Linked DNA regions of Rattus norvegicus: all the other regions are linked to region 3. A link is a contact called in public Hi-C data. All regions are on one chromosome and are shown on one strand. Each heading gives the region's core, a stretch centred on a gene start, on an enhancer-like site or on the middle of the called end of the contact. The rest is flanking DNA. Distances are from core to core; before and after follow the strand shown.

Region 1 (4,303 bases), core at 510-3,009, 140 kb after region 3:
AGTTTAATAAAAGTAGTCTAAGAAGGATGCAGAGGAAAATTTCCATACAGTCATTAAATACAAACACAGAGCAAACACTACTTCATTTTAAAAGATCTCAAAAATTTCCCCAATGTATTAATTGATTCAATGAGTATTAAGTTAGAAATGTTAAATCAAGAGCAGTGAACTTCAAAGCACTTCTTGTACAGGAAGTATGAGAAACTGCTAGAATTGATGCAAGGCAATATTTGAAAACACTGTCTTTTCCTCTATTAAAAGTGCTCTGAGGGGTTGGGGATTTAGCTCAGTGGTAGAGCGCTTGCCTAGGAAGCGCAAGGCCCTGGGTTCGGTCCCCAGCTCCAAAAAAAGAACCAAAAAAAAAAAAAAAAAAAAAAAAGTGCTCTGAGAACTGCGTGACATCAATCTCAGCACTTGAGTGACAGTGGCAGGCAGATTACGGAGTTCATTGCAAGCCCGATCTATACAGTGAGTTCCAGGCCAGGTAGGGCTAGTTAGACCATGTCTAAAAAGAAAAAAAAGTTCACTTTGAAAAACAGCTGCCAAACTTTTAGGTCAGAGTTTACATCTTCTGACTTCCAAGGAATCCATGTACACATTGGAAAGTGAACTGTCAGCACCAGATTGCCATGGAAATGTCACAGAAGTATAAAGAGATATAGCATGCTATCAATTGAAAGGAATCAGAATCCTGTCCACACCTATTGCTCGTAATACATCCAAGGTACAAGAGATGAAATGGCTTGTCTGAGACCAGGCAGCTGTGCCTTAGTGTTAAAAAGTCAAACTCCTGGGCTGGAGAGATGGCTCAGTGATTAAGAGCATTGACCGCTCTTCCAGAGGAATTCAACTCCCAACAACAACATGTGGCTCACAACCATCTGTAATGGGGTCCGATGCCCTCTTCTGGTGTGTCTTTAGACAGTGACAGTGTACTTATATGTAATAAATAAATTTTTAAAAAAATTCAAACTCCTAACAGGGAGCTTTGACACTTCTAGCAAGCTGTGAGCTCACCTATAATGACAGGAGCTTGGGAAATTTCTGAGGTTGCTGTAGGAAGGTGGCAAATTTGAAGATAATATGGACGACACAGAGGCTGTCTCAAAATAAGAAAATGTCCAAACTCCTACACTTAACTGAAATGGTAAAATTACATACATAATTATTCCCTCCAAGATTACGGTTTAAAACTTCAAGATAATTTGCATGAACTTCTCGTGTAAATGGGTCGAGACGGAACTTTCATAACGTTTCACTTCCCAAGACGAAGCAATTCTTATTCTGAAATAAAGCCATTTGGTGTATACATATGTACGTATACATATAACACATATATGTGAATACATACACCGCTTCCGGTTTTACTCCACAGGGAATTCAATACGGAGGCAGACAAGGAAGTAGTCCAGGTAATAGGCCATATAAGCTTGAGTGTGTAGAACTGACAGGTGTACCCAAATGCCCAACTACACTAAAGCGTCTTGGGAAGGTGCTTTTTAGTTTTCCCTAGTAGAGACAGTTGCTTGTTATGTCTTCTGCCACTGGGTCGTCCAGGAAAAAGGAGGATCAGCTCCTCACCTCTTCGCCGCAGAGTCGTTCGTACACAGCTTCCAGCTCCTGCAGCTCTGTCAGAGAGCGAATGAGCTCGGTGGAGATTTCGGAGCAGTGACCTCCTCCCACCCCCTCAGGTGGTGGAGGCGCTCCTGACAACTTCGGAGGGGATTCCACATCCGCCATCTTGGTGCCCACTCGGCGCTTCCGGGCTCGCGAGGTCCCCTCTGCGCTGGCGCGGCAACCTTTGGGACTGTCCATAGAAATGCCCGATCAAAAACATTTTAAGTCTATTTTTAAAATTAACCTTCTGTTTTACAGAAAACTTACAGTAAAGTATAAGTTTTAGATAACTTAAAAGACTGCAGGAGCAAGATGGAGCACTTAAAATTACACATATAGTTATCAGGCGGAAGCTGGATACCTTTTTCTCCGTCGCGCGGCACGCGAAGGCCCATCGTGAAAGGCTAATGGCGGACGCCGGCGGGTTGGCAGTGGTGGTGGCTTAGGCCTTGAAGGGATTCAGCATCCGTCGGGTATCGAAGCCATCCTTCTTGCAGCAGGGTAAAGAAGTGGCCTCACAGTTTCTCTGTAGCGGAGGAAGTGGAGAGCGATCACAGGAGAGAGCTGCCCGGCACTTTGGCGGGAGCCACAGAAGCAGTTTTAGGCCCGAGTGGTTCGGTAGGCGTGAAATTAGGAAAATGCTTGCGGTCCGCAAATGGCCTCGTGGGCTCTTCTCCCACTTCTGTTCTCAGAGTGGGGACGAGTCCTTTAAGGCTTGCAAGTCTGACGTGGCGGCACACTCGTGTATTTCCACCACGCGGGGTAGTTGAAGTATTCTCGGAAGTGGGAGTCCCACCGAGGCTACATAAGGAGGCTCTACCGAGGGAATAATAAGGTGTAAAAACTCAGCTATTCAGAATGTGTAAATAACATGTTTCTGGCCTCGGAGCCCGGGCTCTGGTTTGGATTTGTGCTCTGATAGTTGGGCAAAATGGTGTTTCTCTTCTGAACCTTTATTACTGTAAAAGAAAAAAAGAAGGCAAATAGTACCTATCTGAAAATTTTGCAAGATAAAAAAAAAATGAGGTGACGTTGAAACGGGAGAAATCACAGGCAGTGGCGGGGAGGAGAGATCTCCCAAGTTTTGGCGGTTAAAGTTACAGATACCGATAGTCCTCCAGGATGCACCTCTTCAATATGCGTGGAAATCCGTTTGTTTAAGTGTTTACTGAATGCGTAGGTGCTCATTTTAATCCTCTATCAGTACCTAGTAGAGCACTTGCGCAAGGTTCTGGGGTTCATTCTCGTCGCCACAAATACCAAGTTCTCTTTATAGAGCCTTAGGTACAAGGGGAAGCTGGACCTAGGTACCACCTCCCCACCCCCACCCCCGAAGTCATAACATAACTTTGGCTGCTTATGGTGCAACTGTAACTCACACATGACAGTCTTGTAAATTGTGAGGCGTCCTCTAAAAGTTTAATTTAACAAGTATTAAATTTTAAATCCCTCAAGTTGCCAATGCCAGTTCGACCATTAGGAACAAGTCTTAAGAGGTATAACTCATTCACTTACATAGTGTGTTAACAGTTTGGCTAATTATAGGCATTGAGTGAGGTTCTCTGTATTTTTAGCAGAAAACCGTCTTGTTACTGGTTTCTCAGAAAATTCATCCTTTGGTTAAAGAGAGGACATAAAATAATGGTATAAATATATGTTCTTGAATTTGCACATATAAGCATATGGGAAGATTGGAGTTGGTAAGATTTATACCCCTAGAGAGTGGGGTTCCTGAGAAATGGATCTGAGGTTTTTTTGAGTCTTGAATAACATGACCGTTGAACTACAGTTAACTATAGGTTTTCATTTGTCTGACAAAAAATGGCAAAAGGCATGTTGCATTAATTGAACAAGTTTCACCACTTTCTGTATGTTGGACAATGGATATAATTTTTGAGCATAGGTTTCCTTGACCGTAGAAGTTTGGTTTTGGTTTTTGAGATAGGGTCTCACTCTGTATCGTAGGCTGGAACTGAACTTATAATCCTCCTTCCTCTGCCTCTCTAGTACTAGGGTTACAGAAGAGATCCAGGATAGCTAGCGCTCGAGCTCGCGCTCGCTCTCTCTCTCTCTCTAAATTCCTTGGGTGTGGGGGGGTGTTGGGACACACCTTTAATTCCAGTGCCTCGGGCATAGGCTGGGGAATCTGTGAGTTCTAGGATAGCCAGAACTATGTGAAAGAAAGAGGAAAAACTAAGACCAGGGTATTTCTGTATTGTCCATTCTGGAATTCACTGTGCAGCTTATACTGATCTTACACTTGCAGATGTCCTCCTGCCTCAGCCTCTTGAGTGTTTATACCAGTATGCAGGCTTTCATAGAGTTCACATGAAATGAAGAGTGAAGGATGCAGTACATTAGAATGGTACCTACTACCTAAATGGTGGTGTGTTTTTTCCCCTTAAGATTGAAACCCAGGCCTTCATGCCTGCTTAGGAAGCACATGGAGAAAGCACACGTAACTGCCTGTTCTGCCTTCAACAAGAAGTTCCCATACAGAGTTCCTTTTTTAAAAAATTCTTTTGTTTTTGTGTCCATAGCCTGCTTTGACTTGGAACTGTTGCCATAACCAAGACGTGACTGAGTGTCACAGCTTTGCTTGTCATCATGTTTCTGTACAACTTGACCTTACAGCGGGCCACTGGCATCAGCTTTGCCATCCATGGCAACTTCTCTGGTAAGTGCT
Region 2 (3,854 bases), core at 269-2,768, 230 kb after region 3:
GAGGTACAGACGGGAAGATCAGAAGTTCAAGGTCATCCTCGGATGTATAGCCAGTGTGTTTGAGGTCAACTGGAGCTAATATGAGACTAGGTCTTGGTGGAGGGGGCATAGTTAGTATTCATAATGAGCCTGTAATAGGAAGGTCACCAGGGTGGGATGGGGAAGAGGAGGAGGGGCAGGGAGAGGGTCAGAAGAGGGAAGGGTCCAGGGTCTTAACCCAGGGTAATTTTGAACAATGTGCTTCATTGTATGTGGCCTTGCCTGCATTGGAGGATTTGGGCATGAGAGCTAGCATGTCTGCTTTGCAGTTTTGTTTCGGACAGGGTCTTGCTATGTAGCCCAGGCTAGCCTTAGCCAGGAATTACTTGGGCAGGCCAGGCTGGCCTTGGTCTTCCTGCCTCCTAGCTTTTTCTTTGCCGGGCCTTGACCCCAGGACTTCCTGTCTACTCAGCAAGCTCTCTACCACTAAGCTGCTCCGGGGGCCCAAGGGTCAGTTTGGTACTTTCTGCAAGGACAGAGAAGCCTCCCCCACCACACCTGTTCCCACCAGGCCCTCAGATTGTGGCCATTTGTCCTCATCCAAGGGAGGGGAAAACACACAGTGAGAAACTGAGTTTCCCAAGCCGGCTCTGCCGATGACCACCTCCACCTCATCTGCAAAATGGAACCACAGCCCACAATTTGCTGGGCCCTGTGTCGACTTTCAGGGCGACAGGCCAGTTTGAATTCCTCACACATGCTTTTTCCCCCCTTCCTCTGTGTAGACCAGGCTGGCCTCAAACTCAGAGATCCACCTGCCTCTGCCTTTGCTAGGATTAAAGATGGGCACCACCAACCCAGTCTTTTGTCTGTTCTTTAGAGATGAGTCTTGCTGTGCAGCTCTGTCTGGCCTCTCCGTCCTCCTGCGTCAGTCTCTAGGGTGCTGTGACTACCCTGTTGTGTGCTACACCTGGCTCTGATATTTATTTATTCGTTTGATTGCTTGTTTATTGGCACAAGTATGCCCCATGCAATATTCGCTGTCTACAACACTACACGTCAAACACCTCACTAGAAAGAGTGTTCGTTTATCTGGAATTCAAATTAAACCGGTCTGTCAGCTTTTACCTCACAGGGGACACAGGTGGGTGACAGGAAGGAACTAAATGGCGGTGACTGCAGGGTGGGACATCTTCTACTCCATAATCTCCCCTGAAGCATGTATTGATTGGATTTGACCGGGCATCTCACCTCCTCCAGGCAGCCTCCCAGATTGTGAGCTCTGCTGCTCCTTCAGTCCCAGCTCAAGGCTGTCAGACTTGTCAGACTCACTCCTTGGTTCCAGGCAGTCATCTCCTATGCCTTGGCGTCATCTCCTATGCGTGGAGACAGGGCTGGGTGTCTCAGTACCGACAGCGGGGACAGTGTGCATGGTGGGTCTTCCTTTCCTGGCTGGTGGCTGAGTGGCAGCGATACTCTTACATAATCAGTCTCTCTCTCCTCCTTCTTTTTCCAGAGCTAGACTTCACACTGAGCAGCTGCAGTCGGGAGAAACCAGAGAAAGCGCCACCCAGCCCCAGATTCCAAGAGGCCTGCTGGGGACTCCCTTCTCTTCCTCCTCCTTCTCCTCTCCCTCTTCCTCCTCCTCCTGAGACCCCAAAGCCACTGTCTCACACCACTTCCTGAGCCGCAATGGAGCTCCCAGCCACCGCCCCCTGGCTGTCCTCTACCCTGACAAGCAGATAGGGCGGCCGGTAGCTACCCCAGGAGTACCTGCCCCCTCTCAGCCTGGGGCAGCCCTTCCTGGACTTGGTGGCCACCTTTGCTGACCTGAGGCCATGTAGGCCCTGGCTCAGGCTTCCGGATACACTGCTGGGGACAGTGCCTCTGCTCTCAGGGGGCACCCAGTGCACCATCATGCCCTGGGGACTCGCCTGGTTATACTGTGAGTACTGGGGGTGGGGAGTTGTACCTGGGGATCCTGTCCTGGGAGGCCTTGGTGGGTGGGTGGGTGGTTCTACTGTAACCATAGCAACCAGGGCAGTTCTTGCTGGTAAGAGGTTGAAATGCTTCCCAGAAGGGTTGCAGGCAGCCTCAGGGATGGGGGGGGGGTGTCCACAGCCACCCTCTGCTCTGCCTGCTCTGACCTCAGGCTCAGAGGTACAAGCTGGGTGGGTGCAGCGACACAGGATGGGGCAGGCACTGGGGTGGGTGGCAGCTTCTCACCTCTGCGGTCTCATTGGCTCTGGAGAGCAGGGTGGGGACAGAGGTGCTGGAAAGAGGCTTTCCATCTTTCTGGGTGTGGCTAGTGGGGGGCGGGGAGGGCACAACACGTGGGAAAGAAGAGGCCTGGAGAAGGTAGCCAGTTCCCCTGTACCCCTCCCTCCATAACGGGCCAAAATTAAAAAAGCAGGAAGAAACAATACTCCTGGTAAAGAGAAAAATGAGTTGAAATGAGGACAGAAATTGGGAAAGGACCTGCTGGGGTGTGTCTGTGCCTGCTGGGTGGGAGCCGGGTGGAGACCCTCACAGATGCCAAGACTCAATGGCAGCCACAGGGCTACTGGTGAGTCATTGTCATGACTTGACATGACTCTCATCCCCACTGTGACTTGAAGTTAGGCACCCAGGAACTGTGTACCAAATAACTGAGGTGGGGGCTTGGACCCACAAGGCTTCTGAGAGGAGCCGGGCTGTCTCTGGTGTGTGGATCCTACAAAGGTGAGGGACATTCAGAATGGGTGAAGGACCCAGCCAGACCCAGTGTTCTGGAAGCTTTCACACCTTAATGGAACGTGGGTAGAAGTATGGATGAGGGTCCTCTCGAGGACTCAAAGGCTAGGTGGTATTCTGGTAGGGGTAGGAGGATGGGGACAGTGTCCCAAGGAGAGAGACAGTGTGCAAAGGAGAGAGTTAAGGGTCAGTTCCTGAGGGAGAAGTGATTACATTTAAAGATTTAGTGTTATCGTTTTTAATTATGTGTGTGCATGTGGATATGCACAAGTGAGCTGGTGTCCTGGGAGGCCAGAGATTAGGTCTCCCTGGAGCTGGGGTTATGGCCATCTGGCATGGGTGCTGGGAACTGAACATGGGTCTTCTAAAAGAACAGGAAGTGCTCTGAACCTCTGAGGCACCTGTTCAGCCCCAAATGATTTCATTTATTTACTGTGTGGGAAGGGTGGGTGCACATGGTGGGGGGGGGGGGAGGAGAGTTTGTTCTCGCCTTCCGACATGTGAGTCCTAGGGATTAAACTCAGGTCCCGGGTTGCCAGACTTGATGGCAAGTGCCTGTATTGGCTGAGCCATCTCACCAGGCTCACCTGAGGGGAAGTGAGACTGGAGAGGCCTGGTGGAAGGAAGGAGTGTTTCAGATGGCATCTCTCGGGACTTGGCAGGGACTGTCTGTAGGGAGAGGTTGGCAGGGCAGGGCCCACCTTACAGGGGTTCTGAGGGACCTGGAGGATGTCAGATTATCTTAACATCACCACAGATTTGTGACTTGGCTCTGTCAATGTATTTTCCTCCTAGTTCTGGGGACTAGAGATCTGAAATTGGGGTGTCACTGGTCGCCATAGTCTCTGAAGGCTCTAGGAGGGGGGAGGGTTTTGCCTCCTCCAGCTTCTGGTGGCTCCTGGAGTTCCTCGGCATGTGGTGGTATTACCAGTTTGCACACTGTCCCCATCTGCAAGGCCTTTCCCTCTGTGACATCTTTCTCTTGAAACACCAGCCATTGGATGTAGTTCTCCCTAAGCCCAGGACAACCTCACGTTGAGAAACCTCTGCTTTAATTACACCTGCAATGAGCCAATTTCCAAATAAAGCCATTCTTAGAGTGTAGGTGAATACGAGTTTGGGAGGGGGATGCTATTCAACCC
Region 3 (4,157 bases), core at 752-3,251:
CAGTAATGGAATGTCCGGAGATGAACCAACAGATTGACATAGAGGTCACCTAACCCAGAATTCCCTAATGTGCTAAATCAGGCCTGCAAGCTCACTTGGGTGTCTCTCCATCTTGTTAATGGCGAGACCCCAGCATCTGGACTTCTACAGAATAAAACACTTTTTGGGTTTACATACTGTTTGGGTTGGGGGGGGTGTCATTCTTCAGCAAATCAGGGACCCTTACAGCTGGCAATGGTGCCTGCTCTTATTCCCAGCACTCTGGAGGGAGAGGCAGGTGAATCTCTGAGTTCAAGGCCAGCCTGGTTTACAGAGTGAGTTTGAGTGCAAGTGAAGGCTACACGGAGAAAACCTTTCTTGAAAAATCAAAACCAAATCAAACCAAACCCTAAATGTCTTGCAAACCCACGACAACTCAAAACTTGAACTCCTTTCTTTTTTTTTTTTTTTTTTTTTTTTGGTTCTTTTTTTTCGGAGCTGGGGACCGAACCCAGGGCTTTGCGCTTCCTAGGCAAGCGCTCTACCACTGAGCTAAATCCCCAACCCAAAACTTGAACTCCTTAATTGTTCCCGGATACCATGTCTTCTCTAAGAATTATGTCCCAGCAGACACACTGAAGAAAGAACCATGTTCTTGGTACTAGAACAGGTATGCTTTGTAGTGAAATTTCAAGACAGAAGACAGTGGATAGCTAGACTGGAAATACATGTGTTTTGAGACTAGGTCTCATAGCAGAGACTGGCCTTGCACTCTCTCCCTCCCTACACCTCCCAAGTACAGGAGTTAAAAGTGTTCACTGCCATTCCTAATTTTGCACTTTTTTTTTTTTTGGTTCTTTTTTTCGGAGCTGGGGACCGAACCCAGGGCCTTGCGCTTCCTAGGTAAGCACTCTAACCACTGAGCTAAATCCCCAGCCCCAATTTTGCACTATTTTAAGAGCCTCTTTTTTTTTTTTTTTTTTTTTTTTGGTGAAGCTCCTGTTCAAATCATTCAAACAGCTTTACACAACTATCAGGACTTAAAATGTATCCCAACAGCATCACAGGCGGAAAGCACTTCTCTTTTCCCGGTATCTGGGAGGCAGAGGCAGAAAAAAAGGCTATGAGATTCTTGTCTCAAAAACCAAAAACTAAATACATACCCACACAAATAGGATGTAACTCTGTTGTTTTTAATTGTTTTTTTTTTTTGGGGGGGGGGGAGACAGGGTTTCCTCTGTGTAGCCCTGGTTGTCCAGGAATTTGCTCTGGTGGCCTCTGCCTCCCAAGTGCTGGGATTAAAAGCAAGTGCCACCATCGATCAGCTCATTTTTTTTTTTTAAGATTTATTTATTTATTATATGTAAGTACACTGCAGCTGTCTTCAGACACACCAGAAGAGGGCACCAGATCCCATTACAGATGGTTGTGAGCCACCATGTGGTTGCTGGGATTTGAACTCAGGACCTCTGGAAGAGCAGTCAGTGCTCTTAACCACTGAGCCATCTCTCCAGCCCAGCTCATCTTATTTTTAAGTGTGTGTGTGCATGTGTGTCTATGACCGCAAAGGCCACTAGAGAGCGTCCGATCCCTTGTAATCTTGGCGTTTAAGACGATTAAAGAAAGGTAGCCTTGTTTCAAAACCAAAATAGGGAAGAATTTTAGTATGAAATTAAGTGATGGAGCGAATACTAAGTAACTCTTTGCAGGGCTCTAGAACCTTAACTCAAAGAGATTGCACCTAGCGAAATGGGACTTCTTTTTTCTTTTTTAGCGTTTCGAGGCACGGTTTGTGTGTGTGTGTGTGGGGGGGGGGGGCGGGGGGCCCTGGCCGTCCTGGAACTCTCTCGGTAGATCAGGCTGGCTTCGAATTCCGGGATAAGCGAAGTAGGACTCTAAAGCGCTAAGCTAAGCACGCTTATGTTCCTCTGGGCGGAGCGCCGGTGGAAGACGGCCACGAGGGGCCGGAACTGACGTCAACTTCGCGCAGGTCTTTTTCCGCTCCGCACTAGTGGCACTTGGCGCGGGTTGGGACTCAACGCTGGTGTTGGAGTGCGGAGCCTCTCTGCAGGTCGGCTCGTCTTGGGGACCATGGCCACCGACTCCTGGGCGCTGGCGGTGGACGAGCAGGAAGCCGCTGTCAAGTCGGTCAGTGGCCTGGCGGGGATGGGGGACTGAGGAGGACCCAGTTTCCAGCACCCGAACCTCCGAGTCTGGCGGGCCCGCGCACACTGGAGTCTGCTGCGGGCGATCACTTAGTGCTGATTTGCTCCTAGAGCGAAGAAAACCCGCAGTGAGCTGCTTATCCGAGTTTGGACTAAAAAGTTGCTCCCGCGGTGACTCTGTACCTCATTATGTGTGTGAGGCTCCAAATTGGCCCTTCTCTTGACTTCTTATAAGAAATGGCAACATAAAATTCTCTTTTTTTTTTATTGTTGAGGGACAGTTTTTGAGTGAGTTCATGCTGTTTTTCACCTAACAGTCACTGCAATCATGCTTAACTGACAGTTGGCAGTTTGAAGCTCTCCAGAATACCAGGTTTTTTTTTGTTTGTGTTAATGCTTCACTTAGCAACACATACATGTTTAGTTACTATTTTAAGTGACGTTTAGTTTTATTTATTAGGTTGTTTTGATTTTGAGTTTTTTTGGGTGAACGGTGGAGGGTTCGAGATAGTGTAGCCCAGACTGCCCTCTGACTTGCTGTGTAGCTGAGACCGGCCATGAGAGCCTGAATTCCTATCTCTTTGCCTCCTCTTAGTGTTTGGGTTACCGATTTGCGGCCTTTGTTTTGTTTTTGACACAGCCCAACTGGCCTCACTGTTTAACTCAGGGTGGCCTCAATACTTTTAATAAATATGGGGTGTGTGTGTGTGTGTGTGTGTGTGTGTGTGTGTGGTGTTTTGCCTGTGTGTATCTGTGCACCACACTTGTGCCTGCATATGTTAGAAAGAGGGTGTTGGATCCCCTGGAGCTGGGATTTCAAACTTGTGCTGGCCCTCTGCTAGAGCAGCAAGCTCCCTTAACCGCTGAACCAGTTCAGTAGAAGAACCAGCAGCAATTGTTTTTCTGTTTCTTTGTTTGTTTGTTTGTTTTTGTTTGGATTTGCTTTGTGTATGTACATGTGTAATTTGAGCATGCATGTGCTACAGTTCATGTGTGGAGGTCAGGAGATAACTTGTGAGGGTAATTCTCTTTCTTCAATTTGTTGGGGTTAGTAACGTGAGCTACCCACTGAGCAATCCTATGAGTCGCGTCTGAAGTCTCAAATCTAGTGATTATTCCTAAAAGGTAGTGACTGCGAGGTTTGGGGTTTTTTTTCTTCTCCAGTTTAATTATGTGTAGTCCTGGATGTCCTGGAATTTGCTCTGTAGACTCAGAGATCCACCTGCCTCTGCCTCCTAAGTGCTGGGACTACAGGTGTGTGATACCTTTCCCAGGTTTGTCTGCTTTCTCATGGCCTCTCCCCCATTAAAGGAGAAATTGTGTTCACCTGCTTTTTCTGTAGAAAACCTGGTTCCTAAACTCTTAAACTGGTAGTTTAAATGAGACGTTCCCCATAGACTTGGACATTTTGACACTTGGTCCCCATTTGGTGCTACTGGTTAGGGAGTCTTAGGAGGTTTGGCTTTGCTGGGGAAAGTATGTCCCTTAGAGGCTGCCTGATTTCCAGTACAGTTAAAGATGTAGGCCTTCAGCACCCAGCCCCGGTCACCATGCTTTGCTCTGCTTCATGGACCCTTATCGCTAGACTAACGCTAGAACCACGAGCCCGAGGAGCGCTTGTGTAGATTGTCCTGGTATGCTGTTTCCTCGCAGCAGTAGGAACTCCGTAATGCACAGGAGCGCACAGTAGGTCGGTTGGAGAGGGCAACTTGGGAAGGACATTACCACTTGGCAAAGTCAGTACAGTGACTCTAGGAAGAGTAACAGTCCCCAGGTGTGTTGTTGGTTCACACTTTTGTTTAATATTTTATTTTATGTGAGTACATTGTCGCTGTCTTCACACACACCAGAAGAGGGCATCAGATCCCATTACAGATGGTTATGAGCCACCATGTGGTTGCTGAGAATTGAACTCAGGACCTCTGGAAGAGCAGTCCATGTTCTTAAACCATTGAGCCATCTCTCCAGCCCGGTTCACACTTTTAATATCAGCACATGGGAAGCTGAAACAGG

The links. A called contact is a pair of places that touch in the nucleus more often than the background predicts.
Region 1: a Hi-C map of psoas muscle shows a contact between it and region 3, with 1.9 times the contacts expected there. The contact joins the promoter of Cog4 here to the promoter of Ddx19a in region 3. A contact is called at or near these places in 4 of 12 Hi-C or Micro-C datasets (Schwann cells, hepatocytes, mammary epithelial cells and 1 more) and 1 of 1 datasets of contacts at active chromatin or transcription factors (oligodendrocytes).
Region 2: a contact with region 3 is called in a Hi-C map of Schwann cells, with 7 times the contacts expected there. The contact joins the promoter of Il34 here to the promoter of Ddx19a in region 3. A contact is called at or near these places in 10 of 12 Hi-C or Micro-C datasets (the A7r5 cell line, the Rat2 cell line, Schwann cells and 6 more).

Annotation. Positions count from the first base shown.
Region 1 is chr19:55,727,334-55,731,636 of GRCr8, reverse strand. It overlaps Cog4 (component of oligomeric golgi complex 4), which reads right to left and starts at 1,759. Exons shown (of 19, transcript NM_001108449.1): 1 at 1,582-1,759. The coding sequence starts at 1,740. It overlaps Sf3b3 (splicing factor 3b, subunit 3), which reads left to right and starts at 2,016. Exons shown (of 26, transcript NM_001106187.2): 1 at 2,016-2,118; 2 at 4,158-4,294. The coding sequence starts at 4,225.
Region 2 is chr19:55,636,269-55,640,122 of GRCr8, reverse strand. It overlaps Il34 (interleukin 34), which reads left to right and starts at 1,518. Exons shown (of 6, transcript NM_001025766.1): 1 at 1,518-1,924. The coding sequence starts at 1,897. LOC134483366 (a long non-coding RNA gene) reads right to left here and starts at 1,369. Exons shown (of 2, transcript XR_010060230.1): 1 at 1,231-1,369.
Region 3 is chr19:55,870,053-55,874,209 of GRCr8, reverse strand. It overlaps Ddx19a (DEAD-box helicase 19A), which reads left to right and starts at 2,001. Exons shown (of 12, transcript NM_001005381.2): 1 at 2,001-2,127. The coding sequence starts at 2,071.